Regions from separate parts of the Mus musculus genome. Here region 2 is linked to region 1. The links are chromatin contacts, called in public HiChIP or PLAC-seq maps. All regions are on one chromosome and are shown on one strand. Each heading gives the region's core, a stretch centred on a gene start, on an enhancer-like site or on the middle of the called end of the contact. The rest is flanking DNA. Distances are from core to core; before and after follow the strand shown.

The links. HiChIP or PLAC-seq counts read pairs in DNA pulled down with a chosen protein or histone mark.
Region 2: a contact with region 1 is called in an H3K4me3 HiChIP or PLAC-seq map of bone marrow-derived macrophages, with 4 times the contacts expected there. The contact joins two enhancer-like sites. A contact is called at or near these places in 1 of 39 promoter capture datasets (hippocampal neurons), 1 of 484 Hi-C or Micro-C datasets (CD8 T cells), 1 of 115 datasets of contacts at active chromatin or transcription factors (bone marrow-derived macrophages) and 1 of 9 other capture datasets (liver).

The regions. Positions count from the first base shown.
Region 1 is chr1:165,734,699-165,739,013 of GRCm38.p6, forward strand. No RefSeq gene overlaps it. Among named protein-coding and RNA genes, the nearest start is that of Gm46168, 15 kb to the right of the region's middle. Within about 2 kb of position 1,888, at least 43 of the 459 cell types and tissues checked have an H3K27ac peak or open chromatin away from gene starts, as enhancers often do. A contact at or near this core is called in bone marrow-derived macrophages, where this site is marked.
Region 2 is chr1:166,136,330-166,140,644 of GRCm38.p6, forward strand. All of the region lies in intron 1 of Gpa33 (glycoprotein A33 (transmembrane)), which reads left to right. Among named protein-coding and RNA genes, the nearest start is that of Gpa33, 8.3 kb to the left of the region's middle. Within about 2 kb of position 1,987, at least 102 of the 459 cell types and tissues checked have an H3K27ac peak or open chromatin away from gene starts, as enhancers often do. A contact at or near this core is called in bone marrow-derived macrophages, where this site is marked.

The sequences.
Region 1 (4,315 bases), core at 638-3,137:
GATCCGTGCCATTATCCACTCTAAGTTCCAAAGTCATTATAGTTCCTACCACCACCACCACCACCACCACAGTCACCTCCACCAAAGTTCCCTCCATTGTAACCGTTACATCCTCCTCCACCACCTCGGTCTCCATATCCTGGTCCACCACCATTGCCTCCTCTACTATTGTAACCATGACCACCACCACAGTTACCACCATCACCTTCAAATCCTTTATATCCACCATCACCACTTCTGTAACTACCTCTGCAGCCACCATCTCTGCCACCATAGCCTCCTCTTCCACCAAAGTTTCCACCAAGACCAAAATTGCCTCCAAAGTTTCCTCACTGACCCACAAAGTTGCCACATCCTCCTCCCCAACCCTCTACGATCCTGCAGACTGCATCTCTCCTTCGCAATTATGCCCATTGACAGACTCTTTGTGGTCAGCAGGTGCATCTCTTGTTTAGAAACAGCTCTTTCCACTTCACAATTACACCCATTGACAGTGTGGTATTTCTGAACAATTTTATCAACTCTGCCATGATCATCAAAAGTTACAAAAGCAAATCCTCTTTTTTTCCCCACTCTTTGACTTCTATGATGTAGATGGCTTCTGCCATACTTTTCAAAGTAGTCTCTTAGATTATACTCTTCTGTATTTTCCTTTATACTACCAACATTTTCTTTCACTGTTCAACAAGTACCATGGCTTTTGGCCTCTCTAGAAATGGCGCCTCGGTTCCACCCCAGTCATCAGCTTTGGGAGGGGGGTGGGGGGAACACTCACCGCAGCATCAAGAGATAAGGTCAGGAGCCTTAAGCCTCTGGAACGTCTTGTTGGGGATTCCTCATTATCACACAGTCTCTAATAGTGCCCCGTTTCTCAAAATGTTCTCTTAAGTTATTTGTGGTTCCGAAGCTCAGACCACCAAAAAACAGCTTTCTCAGCTGCTCTGGTTCCTTTGGATCATGGCCTCCATTTTGAGTCCAGACGTGCCTCTTCCAACGCGAATTCCCCTGTTGGTTTTCTTTGGTCCAGTAAAATCCGTGCAGTAGAACACAACCCACTCACTTGCTTAACGGTGGTTGAGTTCACTGGCCCTCTGTGTTCTGAGTCCCTGGCAGGTATGACGTGCTGTGACCCGATGCTTCGGATGGATACTTGTGTGGGCCCACCACAGCATCATGGGATGACACTTCCATTTTAAAGGTTTATTTATTTTTATTTTATGTTTATGAGTGGTTTGACTACCTATGTATGGATACCTTACGCATGTAGTGCTTGCAGAAACCAGACGAGGTTATCAGATCCTCTGGAACCCTCCATGTGGATACTGGGAATCAAACTTGAGTCTCGGCCAGAGCAAAAAGTGCTTTTAACTGCTGAGCCATCCGTACAGCTCCAATACTTCCGTTTTAAGCCAAGAAATATTCTAGGTCGTTTATCTTTTATTCTAGTTTAGATCCTGAAACTGATGTTTTGACAATACTGGTTCTGTCTCTGCACAGACGTCCTTGTTTGGGGAGGCTCCAGCTACAGTCTGGACTGGAGTGTCGAAACATGCCTCACTGCGGAAACCTGCGACTCTGAGACAGCAAACTTCTCCCATCCATGAGTTCACAGATCATTTGCAAGACTGTTGCAAGCTATAGAAACAGCGCCCTCTTGTGACCAGAGCATGCCACACAGTCTCCAGAGAAAGACGCTTCAGTCTTAGAACTGTGGCGATCTCTGCCCCCACAACTCACTCTCATTTTTCTTCCCTTCTCTCTTCCTGTATTTATTTTGAGGCAAGGTCTTGCTGTATAAATATAGAACTCACAAAATAACTCAGGCCGATCTCAGATTCAAACTCATTATCCTCTTGCCTCAGCCTCCAAAGAGCCAGGATCATAGGTTTGCCCCAAGTCTGGCATCCCTCTGTTTCAACAGTGTTCAAAGTAAGACTGGTGACGTAATTCCGAAGCAAGGTTCATTAAAGCATCCGAGAGAGCAGTCAGTCAATCCCAGGGAGGCTACTGTCTCCCTGTTTCCAAAGTAGAGTCTAGACCTGCTTAAAATGTTTAAATGAGCGAGCCACACATTCTCAGGAAATCCATCAAACAAAGATTTATTTCTCTTGACTGGGCTTTTGATAAACGTGACAGAATGCAAACATGCAATCTCTTGATAAAGGCCCTGCTGCTGACAAACAGTAAGATTGCTGTCCTTTAAATAAATGAGAAGGACGAAGGGACAAAACAGCTCAGAAGGTTTAAAAAAAAAAAAAAGGTCCTTGCTGTCGGAGCCTGAAGACCTGGGTTGAGGACCCAGTTTCAACACCTGGTGATCCCATGTTAAACGTTAGAGACAGAAGCCCTCATCTGTAACCCCAACGTTCCGTTTGAGAGATGAGAGCTGGTGACAGAGCTGGCTGGAAGCTCTTAGGCCAGCTAGCTAGGAGTACTCAGCTTCACTCCATCAGAGAACATAAGACAGAGCCTGCATCGATAAGGTGGAAGGAGAGAGCTGTCTCCCCAAAGCTCTCCTCTCGCCGGTCGCGTGCGCTGGCATTTGAGAAAATTATTTACCTAGATGCATGACTCACAGTGCCAACTTCAGAAGAAGAAAACTCAACAGAAGGAGAAAACTAGGCCCAAATCTCCTGTTGGTGCTACTGGAATCTTTTGATACCTCATCTCACAATGTAGCCCAGGCTCGCCTCGAACTTGATAGCCTCCTGCTTAGCCTCTCAGAGAGCTGTAGCTACAGATGCTCCCAGCACGCCTGGCTTCCAAGTCCCTTTGAGAAAAAGAGTCAGTGAATCCTGTAGCTCGTGAAAGAAAGGGAGACATCAAAGGGATTCTCAAACAGCAGTGTTCTGGGACAGCCTTTATTTATTATAGATGCAGCCTCACCCACAGATCTGACGCCATTAATCTGGGCCTGAGGAATCCACCCCCTCCAGAAGGAAGCTGAATTTTCAATAACTGCTCAGGGAATAGTTTAGAAAGGGGATGTTGCCACAGCAAGTCTGTGATGATTTGAGCAGGGTAGAGAAGTGAGATCAGATGCCATTGCTCACAAGGACAAACATCTCCGAGCAAAACGCCTTGATATATGTTTATTTTAAGCTGTGGTTTCTTTCTTTTTAAAAATAGACTATCTTTTATTTATTCTTTGACAATATCATACATGTAAACAATGTATCTTGGTTGTATACATTCTCCCCCCTTCCTTCTCACTACCCCTAGGCATCAGGCACCCCAGCACACCCCCTCCCTACTTCAAGTCCTTTTTAAAAAACTATTGTCTGTAAGAACCAATGTGATTTTAGAGCAAATTGAAGCCACCAGATCCGTTAGGAGTTTATGTGGCCTTGTGTGGTTTGGAAAGCATCGATTGCCTAAGACAAAGGTTCCTCCTTCCTTTTTTGTTACCATATGTGCTGTGCTGTTCAATCTACAAAGAGAGTAGCCTTCGTTTGGGCTACTGCTTAAGATTAGACTCTCTTTGATTAGACCATTCTCTTGTAGACAAGACTTGTTTCAGATTGGACTAGCATCTGATTAGGACAGGAGAGATCAAAACTCTTGTGAGTGAAATGGACCCACTCTTGGAAAATGACCCCAGGAGTTCATTGTTCTTTATTATGCAGCACCTGTTTTTATGTTATGTGTATGAGGGCTCCCCTACATGTGTGTATGTGCACTACATACATACTATGTGCATACCTGGTAACCTCAGTTCAGAAGAGAGCTTCGGAGTCCCTAGAACTGGAGGTAAAATTGGTGTGGTCACCACGCAGATGCTGGAAACTGAACCCAGGTCCTCTGCAAGAGCAGCAAATGCTCTTAACCACCGAGGCACCTCGGAAGGTCTTCCCATGGAGCTTTCTGTTTTCACGGTGCTTCCATATTGATGCCCGTAGCAGGAGGTGATTTTTGTTGTTGTATGATGTTCCTCTCGGTGAAAATGTCCCTCTTGCTGAGGAAAGTTGAGCAGGTTCTACTCGGTCATATTCTGTTTTTTTTTTCTACTACAAAGGCTGAGCAAAGCCCTCTCTAGAATGCTATTCGAATTATGAGGACAACTAGGTCTAAGTATAGAAGATAATTGCAAATTGTTTTCCTCAGTGGCCAAGCCCATTTACATTCTCACAATGATGCAGGATACAAGGTTGGCATTTGGTCTAGTCAGACTGTCATCTTTCCCTCCTGCTGGGCCCAAAGCCCCTGCTCTTATTTCTGTAATTCAGGGTATTGGCTTGGTGTCTTTCCACAGTAGCCTCACTCTGAATTTTAAGGTGAAACAAAACAAGAAACAAAACATCTCAAGTGACTAAGA
Region 2 (4,315 bases), core at 737-3,236, 400 kb after region 1:
GGAGTTGAGAGGGGTCTCATCAAGTCTGCGAGGTGCCGCTTAGCTGGGGTGGCTTTGCTGAGGGTGGAAAACTTCTTCTCGTGGTGGTACCGTCGGCAGCAGGCAATCTGGTGTTGGCTCTGGCTTTGCTCCCTGTGGCCTTCCACGGTATAGGCCTTCGCTTCCTCAAAGCCTCAGTAGGAAGCCAAGAGCAAACACCTAGAGCTAGAAAATGGTAGTGCCCAGTCCCAAACTGGAGCCCAGAGCAAATCTGCTGCACCCGGGCTGTTCAGGGAGTCATAGGCTGCAACTTAAGGGAGGGGAGAGGAGTCTTATTTCTTTCTGTTGTTGCTGTGTGTCCTAGGCTGGAACATACATCTCTGGGCCTTTGTCTCTCTGTCCCCAAATGCTGGGATCATAGATAGGTGCCACCACCCCTGGGAGATAGTTTTCTTTATTTTCACCTCTCATCCACCTACCCTCCCCACCCTTCCCTCCCTCCCCACTCCTCCCTCCCTCCCTCCTCCTTTTCTCTCTCCCTTTTTCCTTTCTTTCGTGGTTATGGAGGACCTTGTGAATGCTAACAAGTGTTCTACCACTGGACCTACGCCTTCAGCCACACCTTGATTCTTTTTTTCTTTCTTTTTGTTGCTTTTGTCCAGACAAGATTTCAATGTGTAGCCCTCAGCTATCCTGGAACTCACTCTGTAGATCATGCTGTCCTCGAATTTAAGAGATCTGTCTGCCTCTGCCTCTCAAGTGCTGGGATTAAAGGTATTTGCTATGCCTGCCGCGCCTCAAACCTTGATTCTTGATGAGAACAGTTTCAAAGAATTTTGGGCCTATCATAACTTGCCAGGTCACCGTTGATGGCTCCCGCTATCTCACCTAAAGCCAGGTCAGCCCTCTGTGCTTCTGACACTGTCTTCCACCCTTGCTTGACTCTGCTCATTTTGCTTGACCTCTTGTCGTCATGACCTCTTAGGCTTGGACTTAACTCATGCTTAAGTCAGTGGTGTGACCCTAGAGTTGCTTTATAGGGAGGAACTGGTGGGGTGGCTATAGGGAATCTGGCTGGAAGGGAGCCAAGTAGCAGGTTTGTCCAGAGCGGCCTTCATGGACCTGGTACACTGTTGGCCTTTGTGTTTTATCAGGAGTGGGGTGGGGGTGGGGAGAGAGAGAGAGAGCAAGAGCGAGAGCAAGCGCCTTTGGTCCTGTTGCTACACTCTGCCTATTTCTCCAACCTTGCCCACTTCCCACACATCTCCTCTTCTGTCTCTCTTTCTTGATGCTGCTTCCCCTCCAGCCTCTGCTGAGGACCGTGTTCCCCTCTCCTGAGGTGCTCAGTCCGTTTTCTCACTGTGTGGGTGTGGTATTGTGGGGGAGGGGGCACTTGTGACCATGGTGGTTTCACATTTGTTCTGAGATTATTTATTTATTGCCATCTGACTCACCCAGAGGACTGGCCTCTGAGCAAGCAGAACTGTGCCACTGTAGGCTTCTCCACCTCTGTCAGGGTACCTGGAGCCCTGCTGGACAGTGATAATGCATGCTCCCCTGCCCTCTTGCCTCTTTCCAGGCTACAAGCCTGCTAGCCCTGCACTGTCTCCTGTGCCTCTCCGAGCCTAGCTTTTCTAAGTTTACTCTGTCCTCTCCACAACTGACTCTTGTACCTGTCTGATGTGTGAGAGGGAAGAAGAGTGGCTGAGGTCTCTTCCTTCCCCGGTCCCTGCCCTTTAGCTGGAGTCTCTCCCCTCTACCCAGTGTAGGAATTCCGGTGTTCAGACACATGATTTACAGAGACATACTGACCTTGGAGGTGAGGGCAATGACCCTCAAGCTGTCTCACATTGGCAACGCTCAACTCCATTCCCCTGCTGTCTTCTCCCTCCCTCCCATGCGCCCAGCTCCCTCTGTCCTCAGAGCAGGCCCCTGCACAGGGCACCAGCTACTGCCCTTGGAAACGGCCTTCCCTCCCGAGATGCATCCTCTTCGCCACCCACTGACCTTTGGGCCACTTCCTTTTCTTCTGCGCTGGTGAGTCAGGCATGCCACAGACATCTGACGCGGGCAGCACAGACACGACTTTAGACAGACACTTCCGGTTAGGACAGCCGCCCAGTTCATTGGAGAAGAATAAAGTGTCACTTGGTGTCCCAAAGCTCCCTGCCCTTCACTTGCCCACCAGCTTGCTAATACGTGCCCTGCGAGGGAGTGGGTAACACACCGCGAGTGAGCTTTATCCTCCTATGACGCGATCCATTCCCGTGTTCCTGCCCCTTCCCAAGATGCTCTTCTTCTCTGTTCTCTCCTCTGTCTTCTATCTCTTCCTCTTTAGAAGCTCGTTCACTGTAACCTGGAGGCTTCCCAAGCCTCTCTATCCTGTCTGGAGGGGACTAGAGAAACCTCCAGAGTCTTTGTCTGGTTTCAGCTCCTTCATCATACTGTGTCAGGCAAGCTGCGGGACACAGTGGGTTGGTTGCTTGTGCCGCCTCCGCCTCTTGGCTTTGCAGCTGGAACAGGGCTGCTGCCCATTGCGGGGAAACTTAGACGAATGTATCCGGAGGCAAAACCCTAAACTGCCCTTTGATACCCAAAGTCCAAAGATAGCTGTTATTGATGCTGTCTTTCTGGTTTGTTGTCTTTTAGAATTCACCCTGTGTCTGTGGTCATGCGGGACTGTGGGTTGTGCAGACACAACCCCTGCACCCTTCCTCTTCCCCTTATGTCTATGAATTCAACACAGTGAATGGCATCCCTCGAGGGCGAAGTCCAATTTCACCTCCTCAATACTCTTCCCTGCTTCCCTGTTAAAACCCTCTTACTGATTCCCCTCCTCCTATCTCTCTCTTCTCACCCTTACTCCTAATACTCTATTAGGCTCCATTAGGGTACTGGTTGACAGTGACATCTACCTGCTTCTTATTAGGGATTTTGCCACAAGCCACTCAATCAACAAAGTCCTAATTAGTACCCAGCCAAGAGGCAGGCCTCTTGGGCATTGAGCCAGTGAGTGCCACTTACTAGAATAGTCTGAGACACGGGGTCCTCTTAGAGAACCCCAGCTGGTAAAAGAAGGAGCCTACACACAGACGCATGTCAACATGCGGATTATACTCAGAAAGGTAGACCAGCAAGGATTGGCTGTGGATGGGGGTGGGGTGGCAGGTGGAGGGGGTGGGGTGGGGGTGGGGTGGGAGAAGAACCTCCAGAGACTGTAGACTATGAACAAACTCTGTAAGTTCTGTTGGGCCTGGCACAGGTCTAGGGTTTTAGAAGAAATGTACTGAATTGACCCGAATTTATAGGTTCCTAAAGATCTATGTTGACCCAACAGTTCAACAAGTGTGGATAGATTTCTAAAAACCAAACTAAACCAAACCAAACCAAACCAAACCCTCCCTGTGGCTTTGGTTTCTCTGTTCTTTGTCCCCAGCACAGCACTGGGCTGCTGTACCTAGGAAGGAGGACAAACCTACCTGCCCATGGGAATTGTCCCCCCCCCCCCCTTAGAGACACACCCATCCTCCTCACCTGAAAGAGTCTGCCTGGCCCAGGCTGGTCCCTTCTGGCCTTCAGCATCTCCTCCCTGAGCAAGAATCTGTGGTTTGTCTGAGCAAATGGATTTTTCTAAGTGGCCAAGCGTTCCTGCCAGTTTCCCCAGGGCTCCCGTAATATGCTGTGTGTGCCTCAGGCAGCCAGCTCCTCGAAGCATTTCATTATCTTCCTGGGATGTATTACTTTCCACTTCACTCTCAGGAGACAGCTTGTTATCTTCTTAACAAACCTTAATTATTTACAAGCAATCATGGAGGCCTCAAGCTGGGTCTCCATACCCTAGCTCCGCAGGGGGCTTAAATGGCCTCTCATTACCACTTAGGGCTTCTTGCTGGTGGGGCTTCCCTTCTTTGGGAGGGGCTCACTTGGTCCTTTATTTTATATCCAGGAAGTTTCTCTTCCTTTAAATAGCTGTCTTTTTAATTTCTATTAATATCCATTAAAAAAAAAAAACCCGAATGGTAGCATGAATTTCCAAGTCATTGCTTAGTAGTTTGTCGTGATATGGATCCTGTCCTGGCCCTGGCCATTGACTTTTTGCATGGTGGGCAAGATCCACTGCGAGGTGTGTCCCCAGTCCCTTGTGGGCACAGTTTCTAATAACTCAGGCATAGGTCCTCCACCAAGTGTCTTGAGTTACTAACCACCCACCCTTCTGATGTGAAAGTTATGTATGACTCTGCCAGGCTGTCAAAGAACACCTTGCAGAGCTTTGCTGGAGCCTTGAGGATCTGAAGTGAAGACAACCTGAGACTGGAGAATTCTTATGGTTCTTGCT